2 separate regions of the Mus musculus genome follow, and region 1 is linked to region 2. The links are chromatin contacts, called in public HiChIP or PLAC-seq maps. All regions are on one chromosome and are shown on one strand. The core of a region is the stretch at or near the end of the contact, and the rest is flanking DNA. Distances in the headings are between cores, read along the strand shown. Region 1 overlaps Acp7 (acid phosphatase 7, tartrate resistant). Region 2 overlaps 9530053A07Rik (RIKEN cDNA 9530053A07 gene).

Region 1 (4,659 bases), core at 335-2,834, 460 kb before region 2:
CCCACTCCCACCTCCTTCCTCTTTTGATTTTGTCAGGGTTCTCCCTAACTTGCTTGGGCTGTCCTCATCCCAGCCATCCTCCCAAGCCCTGGCCTACAGATGGGCTCCACTTCAGCAATTTCAGATTCCTGGTAGCCGAATCTGTGTCCTTAATGTCACAGACTCACTTGGTATTTTCACTATGGTTATTCCATTTGGTGTTTGGAGATAGCTGACTTGGAACTCACTGTGTGGCCTAGCCTGGCTTTGAACTTACAGAATTACAGGCCTCCTCCCCACCCTAGCTCTTCGTGGTATTTTGTTTGTTTATTGCTCGTGGAGGGCAGAGGACAGACTGCAAGAGTTGATCTCTCTCCTTCCACCATGGGTTCCCAGGATTGAACTCAAGCGCTTAGACTTCACGGCAAGCGTTTTTGACCAACTGAGCTTTATAGGGTTTCTCTGTGTAAGCCTGGCTGTCCTGGAGCTCACTCTGTAGACCAGGCTGGCCTTGAATTCACAGAGCTCCTCCTGCCTCTGCCCCAGGAGTGCTGGGATTAAAGGTGTGTGCCAACCTGGCCCGGCCTGATGGTGTTGCATCATTCTTTTTTTTTTTTTTTTTTTTTTTTAAAGAATTATTTATTTACTTTTTGTGACTACACTATAGCTGTATTCCAACACACCAGAAGAGGGCATCAGATCTCATTATGGATGGTTGTGAGCTATAATGTGGTTGCTGGGAATTGAACTCAGGACCTCTGAAAGAGCAGTCAGTGCTCTTAACCTCTGAGCCATCTCTCCAGCCCCTATGTAGCTTGATTCTTGATTTGAGAATCTGAATTACATAGTCCCTTCTTAGTCTTAAGAATTTTGTTGTTGTTTGTTTGTTTGTTTGTTTTTCGATACAGGTTTTCTCTGTATAGCTCTGGCTGTCCTGGAACTCACTCTGTAGACCAGGCTGACCTCGAACTCGGAAATCTGCCTGCCTCTGCCTCCGGAGTGCTGGGATTAAAGGCGTGCACCACCACTGCCTGGCTAAGAGTTCTCTTTCTTTTTAATAAAATCTATGTTTGTAGAGAAACCAGGTGTGATGGTATGTACCTTTAATCTAGCACAGAGAGGACAAGGACAGACAGATTTTAAATTTAAGTCCAGCCTGGTCTACCTAGCAAGTTTGTGGGAAGATTTGCTGTAGAGCCAGGAATGGTGACTGACTGCTGTTACCCCAGGGGAGGCAGCCTGAATGGCAGTTCGAGGACATTCTGGACAGCATAACGATTGCCAAGCTAACCTGGGGTGCAGTAGGAGACCCTGTCCCTCGTTGCAGACAGAGTGAATTTCACCATTTCCTCCTGTCCTATAGCTGCCCTTTGCCCTCCACTGTTTAATTGCCTCCAGATCCCTGTCTGGAACGCTCAGATGATATCATGAGTGTGCAATGTTGGCTGCAGGCTAGCACACAGAAAAGAAGAAAACAGAGACATTGACTCAGCCCATAAACCTCATTGTGTCGGACATTGTTGCGTGTTCTTTGCCTAAGGTTGTCTCTCCTAGTCACCAAAGGTGGCTGCCAGGGCATTCTCAGAATGCCAAACCTAAGAAGCTCCAGTCACCTCCACACAAAGGCACAAGACCGTAATAGTGTTTGCACAGAACCCCAGGCACACTCTAAGTCACCTTTGATGACTCAGTGCTCAACACAGTGGACTGGAAAGTAGATATTGCACTGTGACGCTCCTTTGTTTGTTTTGTCTTAATTTTAATTAGTTTATATTAATCATACATCAAAGCTTCATAGTGACGTGTTGTTTTTTTCTTTTCCTCTCTTTTTATTAATTTATTTTGTTGTGTGTGTTTGTGTGTGTTTGAGATTTATTTATTTATTTTATGTATGTGAGTGCACTGTTGCTGTCTTCAGACACATCAGAAGAGGGCATCGAAACCCATTTTAGATGGCTGTGAGCCACCATGTGGTTGCTGGGAATTGAACTCAGGACCTCTGGAAGAGCAGTCAGTGCTCTTAACCATTGAGCCATCTCTCCAGCCCCTACTTTGGTAGCTCTGGCTGTTCTGCAACTTGATCATAGGTCAGATTCGCCTTAAACTCAGATCCAGCTGCCTGTGCCTCCCGAGTGCTGAGAGTAAAGGCGTGTGTGTGCTCACAAGGCCATTCCACGCATGTATGGATGCATTTGGATCGCATTCACCCAGCACTCGCCCTCTCCTGCTCTATCCCCACCTGCAGGGGTCCCCTTCCTCTTCCAGCTAGTCTTTCTCCTACCTTTATGTCTTTTGGGCATTTGTGTGTGCATGCACATGTGTGTGTGTGTGTGTATGTATGTATGTGAGCATGTTTGTGCACATGTGTGCATGTGTGTGCATATGTGTGTGTGTCAGACCCGATGAGTTTCTTCAGGGTTGTTCACAGAAGCACGGGTGAAGGCTTGTTTGCAGGAGTATGAGAAGAATATAGATCCTGAAGGAAGGAAGGGCTTAGCCTAAGTGTGAGGTCCTCTCTCCTCCATGTTTGATTTTTTTTCTTTTCTTTTTTTCTTTTTAATTTTAAACAGAGCCTTCCTATGGAGCCCAGGTTAGCTCAGAATTTGTTATGTAGTCAAGGCTGGCCTAGAAATTCCAATTCTCCTGCCTCAGTCTCCTGAGTACTGTTATATGATGCTGAGTTTGCACCGAGAGCTTCATGGATGCTGGGCAGGTCCTCTACACACAGAGACGCGTCCCAGGCCCGCTCCTGAATATTGTTTTTATCATTTTATTTCACGTGTATGGGTGTTTTGCCTGCATATATGTCTATGAACTATGTACACGTCAGATGCCCTCAGAGACCAGAAAAGAGCATTATATCCCTAGGGACTGGAATTACAGACAGTTGTGAGCTGCCATGGGAACTGAACTCAGGTCCCCTGAAAGAGCAGCCAGCACTCTTTTTAAAGATTTATTTATTTATTATACATGTAACTACACCACTGGAGCTGTCTTCAGACACATCAGAAGAGGGCATCTGATCTCATTACAGATGGTTGTGAGCCACCAAGTGGGTGCTGGGTTTTGAACTCAGGACCTTCGGAAGAGCAGTCAGTGCTCTTAACCACCAAGCCATCTCTCCAACCCCCCGAATATTTTTATAAATTCATGTATTAGCTTGTTCGCGTGGGAGGGAGGCACACCCATGCCACAGTGCACATGTGGCAGTCAAAGGCCTTTGTTTTTAGACAAGGTCTCACTATGGAGCTCCGGAGGGCCTGCAGTTCCCCATGGAGACCAGACTGGCATTAAGCCACAGAAATCTGCCTTCCTCTTTGAGGATAAAAAGTTGCCCAGCTGATAGGACTACTTTTGGAGGCCATGTAGGTCAGGTCATAAGGATTGAGCCATTTTGATAATCTGTTTCTCTCCTAGCGGTTTTCAACTCATAGTTGGTTGAATTCCAGGACCTGGAACCCAGGACCCAGTCTGCCAATTGTATTTGTAGACATCCATGCTTCCGCAGAACCTTGTAGGATAAATAACCCTATTCTGTTTCACAAACGGGATAACTGAGGCGGGGTGGGGGTGGGGGGGCGAAGCCAGTCCCAAAGGAAGCCAGCTTGGAAATAGCGGAGGGGACAGGACCGAACAGCAGCTCTCAGTGTCACCCCATTCCTGCTTGATAACCTGTTGAGCCTCCTCTCTGATCCCTCTCTCCTCAGGGGAGCCAGGCACCATGACTGTGACCTGGACCACATGGGCTCCAGCCCGGTCTGAGGTGCAGTTCGGCTCGCAGCTGTCTGGTCCTCTCCCATTCCGTGCCCACGGCACCGCCAGGGCCTTCGTGGATGGAGGAGTTCTGCGGCGCAAACTCTACATTCACCGCGTGACGCTGCGGAAGCTGCAGCCGGGGGCTCAGTATGGTGAGAGGACCTGGGGTGGGCATGGGGGAGGAATGTTCTAGAAGCTATTGAGACCTGTGGCTGAGGCTGGGCTGGCGGCTCTTCTGTGTGGAACAAGGGATATGAGACCTTTGACTGGGTGCAATGACACAGGCCTGTGATCCCAGCACTTGGGAGGAGGCAGAACAATTCTAAATTCCAGGTCATCCTGGGCTACGTAGAAAGTCAGGGATTAGCCTGGGCTACTTGAGATGTCTCTGATATGATGATGACGACGATGATGATGTCGATGACGAAGATGATGCCCCTTATGTTTCCTCCCTCTCCAGCAGCCTGAGTGTAGGGCCTTGTGGGAAGGTCCTGGTCCCTGCCTTCCCACATGTCAGAAATCTGTTTTTTTCTTCCCTCAGTTTACCGTTGTGGCAGCTCTCAGGGCTGGAGCCGGAGGTTTCGCTTCACAGCCTTGAAGAATGGGGTCCATTGGAGCCCCCGCCTGGCTGTGTTTGGTGACATGGGGGCTGACAACCCGAAGGCCCTGCCCAGGCTACGGAGGGACACCCAGCAGGGCATGTTTGATGCAGTGCTGCACGTGGGTGAGGCACCGGCAAGGGTGCGCCTGGAGGCTGGCAGACTGGGTGCCCATAAGTCCTGGGCTAGAATACGCTGGGGCTGGCTCTGAAGGGGCAGGGCTAGGGGTTGAGGGTGGGGGCCGAGGCTGGACCCAGATGTGAGGTTCCTATAGATTTCAGCACTGACTTTCTAGTTTTTATTATTGTTTTTAGAGGTGAGGCTC
Region 2 (4,966 bases), core at 1,663-4,162:
CTGCCTCAGACTGTGCCCAGTTACAGTGAGCACAGGCCTGGGCTAGTCCACTGAAGGATGAGTCACCACGTGGTACAGACAATGGTCCCAGCTCAGGCCACTTGCTTTGACTTGAATATGACTTGTTCCTCTAAAGCATGCAGGACTTTAGTCCTCAAGGCTTTGTATTCATGGTATGAGGAGGGCAGAGACTTTATCCGTCTATGGAGTTTGTAAGTAAGGACTCTGGCTATGTTGGGGAAGTATGAATGATCCTAAAAGCTCTTGCAAAGCTACTCTTGGCCAATGGCATGTGATCTTTATAACAGCAAGATAATCTAGGTCATAACGACTATTCGTGAGCCACAAAACCACCTTTATCCACAAAACAGTTCTCCTCAGGTATTATCATGCGATGGCAAAAGGTTTAGTGGCCCACAGTAGCACACTTCAGCTGTCCCATTAGGTAACAGATGAGCTCAGAGGACCCCCACCCCAAACTGCAGTCACAAGATTAGAAACACAAGCAGTGATTGTTTTAACCTATTACATTTTGTAGTGATTTGTTAACATGAATTATATGAAGATACTTATTACTACACTACATAAAGAACTTACTGGAGTAGATAAGGTGGGTGCTGGGGACATCTCAGCATCCCTGTGCCCGTGGCCCGGAACGAATGGCCCTGGCAGTGCCTCTCCCTGAACTGAGTGTCTCTTTTCTGATCATCTTCTCCCGTTTTCTTGCTTCCCCAGACAGAGGCCCCTCAACCTGTGCTCAGTCCTCAGGCCTAGGCTTTCCCGTTTTCTCCCTGGAGGGCTCAGTAGAATTTATGAACAGAAAACAGTGTCTGCCTCCTCACAGTGCTGGGTCAGAGAGGGTAATGATTACAGATGCTTGTGTTGAAATAACCGGTGAAATCTGGGTGAAGTCACCTGATAATGGTATGGAATAACTGTGAATTTCCTGGTTTTGATCATTATCCTCTGTCACGTGATCGAATTCCTTATTGTCACAGAACCCAGACTTAGTTGCTTAGGGATAAAGGAGCCACTGTGTTTGCAAGAAAAGGTCAAATGGTTGCTAGGAAATAAATAACAGGCACACACACACAAACAGAAGGTGGTAAAATGGGCGTGGCTTCCGTGGAAGAGCCCCAGGAAAGGGTACTCCTCCACACACTTGCTTACAAGTGTCCTAACGTTAGATTACTTAAAAGAATAAAAGTTTGAAAGAAAACCATAAAACGTTGAAAACTTTGGAAGAAAAAAAAAAAAACCCAAACCATCACAAAACAGTCACCCCTTGATCCAGAAGCCCTGGAGGGTACCGGACTGGAGGATGCTAAATCCATTCTGTACAGTGGTATCACTTCTGCATGCAAACCACCACATCCTACTGTACACCTTACAGCACGCCTAATGTAATGCACATGCTACAGACATACTTAGACAGTGTGGCACTGACTAGGAGATCATGACGATAAAACAGTTCTGTACATGACCAGGACAATCGTCCCCTAATAATCTTCATAGGGTGGAATCCATTGACATGAACTAAGGTTCAGTGAGTTGAGTGTCCTACTAGTACCCCAAGGTCTCGAATGCTTGTATCTCTCTGTGGACTTTCCTCTAGGTGTCTGCTTCACAAATCCAAAATGGCTGAGCAGGGCAGAGGTCAGGGATGAGGTGGGAAGGCACAGAAGGAGTCAGGGACAGAAGGGAAGGTGTTGGACTGGAACAAGAATAGGGTCAGGGGCTGGTGAGATGGCTTAGTGGGTAAGAGCACCCGACTGCTCTTCCGAAGGTCTAGAGTTCAAATCCCAGCAACCACATGGTGGCTCACAACCATCCGTAACAAGATCTGACTCCCTCTTCTGGTGTGTCTGAAGACAGCTACAATGTACTTACATATAATAATAAATAAATCTTTAAAAAAAAAAAAAGAATAGGGTCAGACGGCTTTCAGGAGCAATTGAGACCTGAAGGAAAGTGCAGCGCTAACCACACAAGTTAGCACCGGTTGGCTACTGAGTAGCTGTGGGATGGCTTCTGTTTCACAACCTTTGTGTGCAGCCTGTTTCAGAGGGATGCGATCACAGGACAAAGGAATGTTTCAAACAGACTTATGCACACAACGCTTTCAAAAAGCATTAACAAAGGATATTAACTATAAAATCCCAAATCACGATGTTGAATGATTGGTAGCCGAGCCACCTACTGCACTATTGTGAATTCCATTCTTTTGGCTGAATGGGATGCACAGGAAGATGAGGCAGACCCTCACTGGGTACCAGCTGTCCTGAGCATCAGGATGCTGACTCAGCCATTCTGCAGGTGAAGGAGTTCAGAGAGGCAGGGTAGTGGAGGATTGGCCACACAGCAAAACAGCAATTCCCACTTTCTGAGAGCAGGTGTACTACCTTAAGTGGAAACATGTTTGCAGTGTGACTAATACTGTTTAGATGGAGAATTTATCCTGATTATCTAGGTAGGAAATCCCATGGGTGTTATGCCATACAGAGAAGTGATGACAGAGATTGGAGTGGAGTGACCAAGGCAAGGACTGACCGAGGCCACATAAGGGGGTGGGAGAGACAAGGACTTGATTGTCCTCTTAAGACAATCCAGTGTCCCCTTTCATCACTTTGATGTCAGTGCAGTGAGTCTGGTCTTTGACTCCTGGCCTCCAGATCTGCTGGGAACTAAGCTCTCACATTTGACCTGCTGAGCCTGGGGTGATCAGTACAGCGACCACTGCTGCAAGCAGGTGGTGTCCTTCTGTGTCCCAGTCCTTGAACAGAAGCCCAGAGCACAGCAGCTCTGAATGTCCCTCCAGTCCCTCTACCCACACTGCCTGTTTAGAGACTGCCTCCCATCCCCTCCGCTCACCGGCATATATTGGTCATTGTAGAAGCAGCCACAGTCCTGGGCAGGAATGCACACACCCTGGGAGAGCAGGAAGTGGTCATCGCACTCACACCCTTCAAAGCACTGCGTGGTGCAGCCAGTGAAGCCAGAGATTGCAGCACAGGAGCCCTGGCAGGAATGTGTACAGATAGAGTAGTGGCTGTGGGCAGGACACTCGGCAGCTGTTAGGGAGAGGAGACAAGGTGAATGTGGCAGGCAGTCTCCAACCCTGTCTTACAAAACTCACATCCAGGTATACAGACAGTTACAGCTGCCATACTGCACTGGGAGAGAAGAGGTATAGGGGCTGGGGAGAGGAGACATCTGAGAGGAGAGTGTCAGGCCTGGGAAATGGAAATGCTAACGGAAGAAGGCGAGGCTTGGCCTTGAAGGACCAGCCAGGAGACAGGGATGGGATGAGGAGGCTGAGGATGGGATGCAGCGGACAAGCAGGCTGTCAGGATGGGCCAGGGAAGTGAGGCAGAAGATTCGGATGCACTGGGAGGCTCGGGCAGATGGGATGGATGACCCGGGGAGGCTCTGACAGGGTTCACTTGGGACAGGGGAAAGCAGAGTATCTAGGTGAGCGGATAGGTGTGTGCAAAGGGTTGGGATAGCACAAGAATGGGTTTGAGGATGGGGCAAGGGAAAGACAAGGATATGTGAAAGACACAGGAAGACATCAAAGATTAGGCTCTGGCTTAGTGCTGCGGACGGGTGTGGCTACCATCAGATAATAACTGGGGCAGGAAAGGAGAATCAGGTTTGGGGTGAAGTTTGATTTCAGTTGGAAATCCGGCTGGTGCAGAGACCTTGAGGGCCACCAGGGTAAGCTCAGAGAGCACAGAGTGCATGACCTAGCCTACTGTTTGAGCTAGTGATGGTGTCCACAGTCAAACTGGGACTCTTTCAGTTCCTTTGGGTAGCTGATGGGACTCTGGGTCTAGGTATTAATAGGAAACTGAAGGAGAAAAGGCTCTTTACTAAAGTGCTAAGGACCATTGCTTTGGCACGGGGCATCTGAGGGGACTTGTTGTTATCCAATAATTTGGAAATAGGTGTGTAGTTGGGGGGGGCATCTATTGCCTCTGGCCTTGCACTGAGGATGTGAGAAAATACAGAGTCTGTGGGAAGGGCCAGTGACTGTGAGACTCAGGACTCCCGTGGGCTCTCAGTCCACCCAACTCCATTTCAGGTCAGTATGGAAAGAGCTGGGAACAGCCCTGGGAAAAGGTGAATGTCGAGGCTGGGGAGTGTGGACTCTTGACTGGAGTCTGAGACCCCAGAGCCAGAAGGAAAGGAGGAAAGCCATAGAGGATGCAGGGCAGGGCTGGAAGAAACCCTGTTACAGGCAGGGACTTCTACAGGAAAGGAGGGCCTGGGGTCACCCAAGGGGTCAGAGACACTCACGGCAGATGCTGTCTGTCCTCCAGGGCTTCACTGCTGCCCCAGCTGCCTGACAGGCTGCAGTATAAGCAGCCAGGCTACGGCAGAGGTAGTCTCTGTCTCCGTGATGGGTACAAAGGTCAAAAACACATTGGTGGAAGTATTCCGAGTGATTCAGAGCCTTGTGGCAAGCTGCAAAGGGGCCTTGGGGGTCTCGGATCTTCCCACAGGCATCGTTTTCCTCATACAATTCTCTCTTTTCTGCCGAGCACACTGGGCAGCCTTGGGGCCCGCAGCCTTCACCACAGCCCAAGGAGGAGCCGGGAGCTCGCCATGCAGCTCCAAAGGCCTCCACGTTGGGGGCCACCACTCCGCTGGGCAGCACAAAGTCGTCACTCTGGTTCCCATTGAAATTCCCACAGAGGCCACAGAGACGCCCACGGAAGGGACTCGGGATGGATATAAGGATATGGTCATCGCCATCAAAAAGAAGTTTTAGCCCACTTTTTGTCTGCAGAAATACGTTTCGGTTTTCAGCGGTTATATATATGGATCCTACAACCATGGGTAGTGCCACCACTTCACTGTCCACGGTCACCTGGATGCAAAGGTCAATTAAGTTGGGGGGGGGTCAGAGAACATCCATTTAAGGAAGGCAAAGAGCACTGTCTCTCTTAAACCCTCATGGCAG

The links. HiChIP or PLAC-seq counts read pairs in DNA pulled down with a chosen protein or histone mark.
Region 1: a FOXA1 HiChIP or PLAC-seq map of pancreatic cancer cells shows a contact between it and region 2. The contact joins two enhancer-like sites. A contact is called at or near these places in 3 of 39 promoter capture datasets (the C10 cell line, liver and pre-B cells), 5 of 484 Hi-C or Micro-C datasets (B cells, CD4 T cells, the G1E-ER4 cell line and 2 more) and 2 of 115 datasets of contacts at active chromatin or transcription factors (pancreatic cancer cells and pro-B cells).

What each region holds. Positions count from the first base shown.
Region 1 is chr7:28,616,281-28,620,939 of GRCm38.p6, reverse strand. Acp7 (acid phosphatase 7, tartrate resistant) reads left to right here. Exons shown (of 13, transcript NM_175319.5): 3 at 3,687-3,887; 4 at 4,277-4,459. Among named protein-coding and RNA genes, the nearest start is that of Acp7, 12 kb to the left of the region's middle. Within about 2 kb of position 1,584, at least 23 of the 459 cell types and tissues checked have an H3K27ac peak or open chromatin away from gene starts, as enhancers often do. A contact at or near this core is called in pancreatic cancer cells, where this site is marked.
Region 2 is chr7:28,157,442-28,162,407 of GRCm38.p6, reverse strand. It overlaps 9530053A07Rik (RIKEN cDNA 9530053A07 gene), which reads right to left. Exons shown (of 20, transcript NM_001164655.1): 16 at 4,300-4,873; 17 at 2,872-3,071. Among named protein-coding and RNA genes, the nearest start is that of Gm31024, 8.9 kb to the left of the region's middle. Within about 2 kb of position 2,912, at least 33 of the 459 cell types and tissues checked have an H3K27ac peak or open chromatin away from gene starts, as enhancers often do. A contact at or near this core is called in pancreatic cancer cells, where this site is marked.